Regions from separate parts of the Danio rerio genome. Here region 1 is linked to region 2. The links are chromatin contacts, called in public Micro-C maps. All regions are on one chromosome and are shown on one strand. Each heading gives the region's core, a stretch centred on a gene start, on an enhancer-like site or on the middle of the called end of the contact. The rest is flanking DNA. Distances are from core to core; before and after follow the strand shown.

The links. Hi-C and Micro-C count contacts between places; a contact is called where the count stands out from the background.
Region 1: a contact with region 2 is called in a Micro-C map of caudal fin, with 2.6 times the contacts expected there. The contact joins the promoter of cox6a2 here to the promoter of coro1a in region 2. A contact is called at or near these places in 2 of 18 Hi-C or Micro-C datasets (caudal fin and embryo) and 1 of 4 datasets of contacts at active chromatin or transcription factors (caudal fin).

Annotation. Positions count from the first base shown.
Region 1 is chr3:29,826,859-29,829,960 of GRCz12tu, forward strand. cox6a2 (cytochrome c oxidase subunit 6A2) reads left to right here and starts at 1,406. Exons shown (of 4, transcript NM_001004680.1): 1 at 1,406-1,487; 2 at 2,809-2,889; 3 at 3,062-3,102. The coding sequence starts at 2,811.
Region 2 is chr3:29,727,608-29,730,601 of GRCz12tu, forward strand. coro1a (coronin, actin binding protein, 1A) reads right to left here and starts at 1,641. Exons shown (of 11, transcript NM_201114.1): 1 at 1,532-1,641.

The sequences.
Region 1 (3,102 bases), core at 156-2,655, 99 kb after region 2:
TATATGAAAAAATCTAACAATAGGGCCTACTTTCAGACGGCAGACAGCAAAACAGGAGTCAATGTTAGAAATGTTTAGTTTATGGTGAGCTACCAAGTTACAAAAATGAGTCACAAAACAACCCTAATCAAAAAGAAGAAGAAAAAAAACAGCTTAATGCTATCATTTTCAGTCTGGAAGTGTCAGGTCCATCAATAATGCAAAAAATATACAAAATAACTAAATGACCTATCATGTGTTGAGATAAACAGTGTTTACAGAGTAAGCAGTGTAACCAAGCTACAGAAGCTAACTACAGAAAGATAGGCTACTGTATGAAAATATGTAAGGTTTAAAAAGATGTTACGATATTTTGATTACATTTAGTAATAATGGAATTTCATTAATATATGAAAAAAATCTACAATAGGGCCTACTTTCAGATGGCAGACAGCAAAACAGGACCCACATCGCCACCTTGTGAAATATAAGCATACTGCAGTACATATTTATTATTTCATTGAGCACATAAAGTTGTCAGAATGTAACAGTTCTACATCATATCATGTAAAATAACGAGACAGAATTTGATAATAATCCAAAAACATTTATAATTAGACTATTCTTTTCATATTTTTATATTATATTTTAAGATGTTTAACTTTTTGTAAAGTGTTTCAGTGTAATGGAGAAGGAAAATAACCAAAATCAACTACATTTTCTGCTTTTTTCCATACATAGCATATTTTTAGTATAATTTAAGTATTGCTTTAATTTACTTTCATAATTAAAATCATTAGACATTTGAAAAAATACTTCACATTCAAACTTTATTTTTATCTTTTTTAATTCAGTAAAGAAATCTAAATTAGCGACCCTATTATGTTGTAACGTTTAAAAGGCCTCTGCGAATGTTTCGCAACATCCATCAAACAACACGACGGTGTGGTAAAGGAGTCAGAACTGTCAAACCAAAGGCTTACAAAAAGGGAAGTCAGTGTAGTACAAAACGAGAGAAAAAAAACTGAAAACCTAGCAAGAGTGAGGTGAGATAAGGTCACTTACGGTCAAAGAGTCACGTACACAAACACGCAGAAACCCAACCCGTCTCTATACCTCCTCTAGCCACCAACTGTCAACTATACAGTTCTGTATTAATAACTAGCCTACTTGTGTTCGTGTTTTCCACATGCTTATTAATTCAGACTTACACAGGTAAGCAGATTTCTACAATAAACTCTGCTTGTATGTCTGTAGCCAGTGGCTTGTACAATGTAAATCCACAGCTCTCCCTCTCTGTCTCTCCATTACAGATCAGTGCATGCACTTGACCAAATATAAACTTGGCAATTGTTGGCAAACTGACAGATTTCAGCAGGGAGGAGTCTCAGGGTTTAGGCCAGGACAGACCAAAGGACAAACAGACAGAGGTGTAGAAAGAGAAACTGACTAATAACTGAGGGACAAAGAACAAAAACATTTGACCGACCCCCTTTTGAAGAGAAAATGTAAGTATCCTTTGCGTTAGACATATAATCTTAGCTGTTTAAAGTGTTAAATATTAACATAAGTGAAGGAGCTTTTCATACTTTTAACAGCAGTAATGCAACATATGACCCACATTGGAAAGCTTGCTTGTCCTTGCGCAGGACATGAGGTTTATTCAGCTTATCAAAAATTATCTCATCTGAATGTACAACAGGGTTTTATTAATGCTAAATGTTTGTAGTTTTAAGGGGTTTAAGATATCAAATAGCATTGAGTGTTGAAGGACAGGAAAAAGCGCAGAGGCTTTTAAAGTGACGAGATAAGCAGCAGGCCACAGCCTGGCTAACACATTTTTAGAGGACTTTTTTTTTTTTTTATTAGATTTAAAAACTGTAACTGTAACTGTATAAGAAGGTGGCTAATAGATGTATTGTTTGGTTTGGTCAGTATCTAGCCTTTTTGTCTTGCTGAACTACTCTTTAGAAACAGTAAATGTACAAATAGATGCAAAACGTTCAACTGCATACATTCTGCCATGCTTCAGTTTTCACCTCATGCTGTTGTCATGTCACGGTTTACTGACATGGTTTACGATTGTGCTAAAACACACCACTGAGACTGAGCTGACATTTTGTGGCTTTGTAAATAAGTGCAAAGCTGTTATATCTGACCTTTGCACAACTTCTCTAGAATTCTCAGTTTTCTTAAATGTATTTTGTGCTGTAAATCAAGAAGTATTTTAGTTTATTCAAGAATACATCACAGTGATAGTAAAGAAAGACAAAGTTTAGAATACAAAATAAATGCTGTTCTTTTTAACTCCCAAATTAATACAAAAAATTCTTTAATATTAAGCAGATTTTGCATTGATAATAATACAAAATGTTTCTCCAGCAGCAAATCAGACTATTAGCATGATTTCCGAAGGATGATCTGAAACTGAAGAATGATGCTAAAATATTAGCTTTCTTACCACAGTAATGAGTAACATAAAATATAGTACAATAGAAAGCAGTCAAATTAATGTGTCTGGAAGGGTGTATAATGCATGAACCATATTTCAGAGTAGTTGGTAGTTCATTTTGGTTTGGTGTTGACCACTGATAATTTAGGGACTAAGCCGAAGGAAAGCGAGTAAGCAGTTGATTAAAAAAACATTATAAAAATATCCAAACAAAAATATATTACATTGTAATAACATTAGCATTTTAGATATTTCAAAATGTCTATCAGATAAATGCAAAAAGATCAATTAAACAGGGCCGAAGTTGTCATAATATTCATTGCAAGCATACATATTACTAATAATCTTAAATCTTGCTCACTGTTTTTTTGCTTTAGAGATGGCGATGTCCCCCACTGCTATAGTGGCCCGCCGGGTTCTGGCTGCTGCATCAGCAGGGAGCCACGAGGGAGGAGGAGGTTTGATATACTTAAATACATTTAATTCTGATCCAAGCACTCCACACAGCAACCTTTAAACAGAAATCAAGTGTCATCGTATTAAACCAAAATGTCAGCAGAATGATTAGTGTGTATTTTGTTATGCTGTATATTTCAAATAATATGCATTAATGATCTGAATCAAAAACAGCAAGGACCTGGAAGATACTGTCCTTCGTGTTAGCCCTTCCC
Region 2 (2,994 bases), core at 391-2,890:
TGATGGCAATCTAAAGAAACTCTGCTGTGGTTTATGTGTTCACACCCAAGCTTCATACTTTCTTAAATCCACTCACAATTTGATTTTTAATTCCCTTAAATGAACTGTTACAGATGCTTCGGACAGAAACTGAATGCACAAGAGATTTGAAGTGTTCTTCATCTTTCTATCTTTAAAACTGAATTTAGGCAATATGCACTAAGAAAGAGGAAGGAAGGCGGAAACTAGCATGAAGTGACAGAGAAGGAAATGCTCGGCCTCTACTTCTCCAAGTCTGATGCCACGTTGTTTGCAGGTTTTAGTAATAAAGCATTTTACTGCATAACCCTCTTACACTGTAAAAATATGTAATGATAAATATTTTTATGTTGCTTTAACTTAAGTTAATCAAGTTTCAACTACATTTTTTTAAGCTATACAAAGTTTATATTGATTCAACAAAAAATACATAAGACCGCAAAAATGTTTTTACAGTCTATTATTTATTTATTTTTAATTCTTTCTCAATGCTATACCAAATACAGTCTTGTGCATATGCTGACTTTTGTGACTACAAATGTGTATTCATTTGCAGTCAGATCACCACATTCAGTCAAACACACTGTAAATGACAAAATAAGAAAACTGAGCATTATGCAAAGAAAGCATCATAGCTGGAGTAAATGCGGGAGTGCAGGAGATGTTCAGTTACACCACATCCTTCCACACAAACATGGAAACCACTGAGTTATTTCTATCAAAGATTGTCAGAATTGTTTCATTGTGATCATTAACATTTATTTGCACCCGGTTAACTTACCACGGCAGTTATTATATCCAAATACACTCATACACTCTATAATACTGCATGACTTCTTAATTTTTGCTTCCAAACACAATGGTAAAATGAGTGACTGTCAACACTGGTCAGCCAACCGTTCAGTTTCCTTCATCCATTTTTGTGTCTATGATGCTGTCATTCAGCCTAACTTTATAGTGTTCACCGGATGAAAAGCTATGCAAGTTTAAAACAAGTACATTAAAGCAATTTAATGTAGAATAGGTTTAACTAATCCTTCACAATTAACTCTGGTAGGATGAAATATATTTGTGTTTTGTTTTAGCTCCTCCAATCTACTTTTAGACAAACTGAGCAAACTGAATATAGTTTTCATGTCTATATGTATACTGTATGAATGAAGTGAGTTCATTACTTTATCAGCCATTTCATATTTAGTTCTCTTACTTAACTTCCTTAAATACTCAACTGTGCCTCGCCACAGTTAAAAAACTAGCTAACAAATCAATAAAATCAACCAACCAATTACAATCCAATTAATTCATTAGGAACGATTGACAGATTAGCATAGTTTAAAAAGCTAGCTACTCATCTCAACAGCATTTAGGCGTTGTGGAGGCATTTAGGCGCGCCCAAAACGCTACCTTGCCAGCTTACTAGGTTTTGAGACGCCGCCAAAGATGCTAAGTTTTGCACGGTTTCCAATAACGGCGGACACAGAAACATAGATTATACCGGGATGGGGGACTGTACCTGAGAACTGTGGCTGGAAAGGGACTGGCTCCTGAGGCGAGAGGATGAAGCGCCGAACTCTTGACAGATGGAGAGAAGTGGGTGAATGCCAGCGGTTGTGGCTGGAGCTCGATCTAAATCATGGAGGAAGTGAGAGTTTTAGATGTAGATGAGGATGGGAGGTGTCCTCGCTTTATGTTTCCTTTTAAAGTGATTTACGTGTATGAAACTGCACATCCCTTTATCTTGGTGACTTGTCAGCAACACAAACGTGTCGCGCGCGGGCGGTTTTGTCGACTCGTTTATCTCGTTATCGCTCTTACGCTTTTATTTGCAACAATAGATAACAGTAAGTAGTTAATTGCAAAATTACAGTAAATAACTTTACTCAAGAAAGCACCATGGCGACCATTTCTGCATTTAGGCTTATTATTGCATCATGTGGATCAACATTTTTTCTTTAATTGGCAAAACCAATTTAAAAATAATAATAAAATAAGTTCAGCAAAAATACATTAAAAGTACGTAGATTTTTATTTAGAAAAAAGTGTTTTGTTACAATTAAAAATTGTTATATCCATTATTCGCCTATTTATACTTTAAGACACTATAATGATGCAATTTAAAGGGTCAGTTCAACCAAACAATTCCTCACCACTTATTCATTTTCCTTCAGCTTAGTCCCTTTATTCCTCAGGGGTCACCACAGCGGAATGAACTGCCAACTTATCCAGCATATGTTTTACACAGCGGATGTCCTTCCAGCTGGGGAACCCCATACACACTCATTCACATTCTACAGTCAATTTAGTTTATCCAACTCATCACGTCTTTGGACTGTGGGGGAAACCGGAGCACCCGGAGGAAACCCACGTCAATTCGGGGAGAACATGCAAATGTAACCCTGTGGGTCCTACAGTGCCCAACCCGCTCTGAGTTGGGATTGAACCGGCGATACTTTGCATGGGAGTCGGTTGCTCTAACAAGGAGGCTAAAGACCATTGCCTGTAGCATCTGTCACTAGAGCATCTTTGGAGGTCAGAGGAGTAAGGTTTACCTGCACAGCATTTCACTAGCAGGCCTCAGCCACACAAACTCCACATAGAAATGCCAAGTGGCTCAGCCAGGACTCGAACCAGCGACCTTCCTGCTGTGAGGCGACAGTGCTAACCAATGAAACACTATGTCACCCTCCTCACCATTTACTTGGTGCTAAACTTTTGAATTTATGCCAACCAAGATATTCTGAAGAATGTTGGGGGGAAAGCAGCTAACATTCATAGTAGGTACAAAAGATACTATTGAAGTCAATGATTCTTCAGTATATCTTCCTTTGTATTTTTGTGTTCTTAACAGAATTAAGAAACTCCAACATTTTTCTTTTTCTTTTTTTGCTGGGTTGGGGGGCAACTTTCTATTTAATATGGCAAATATAAAACATTCATTTCTTTTCAGCTTAGTCCCTTTATTAATCAGGGGTCGCC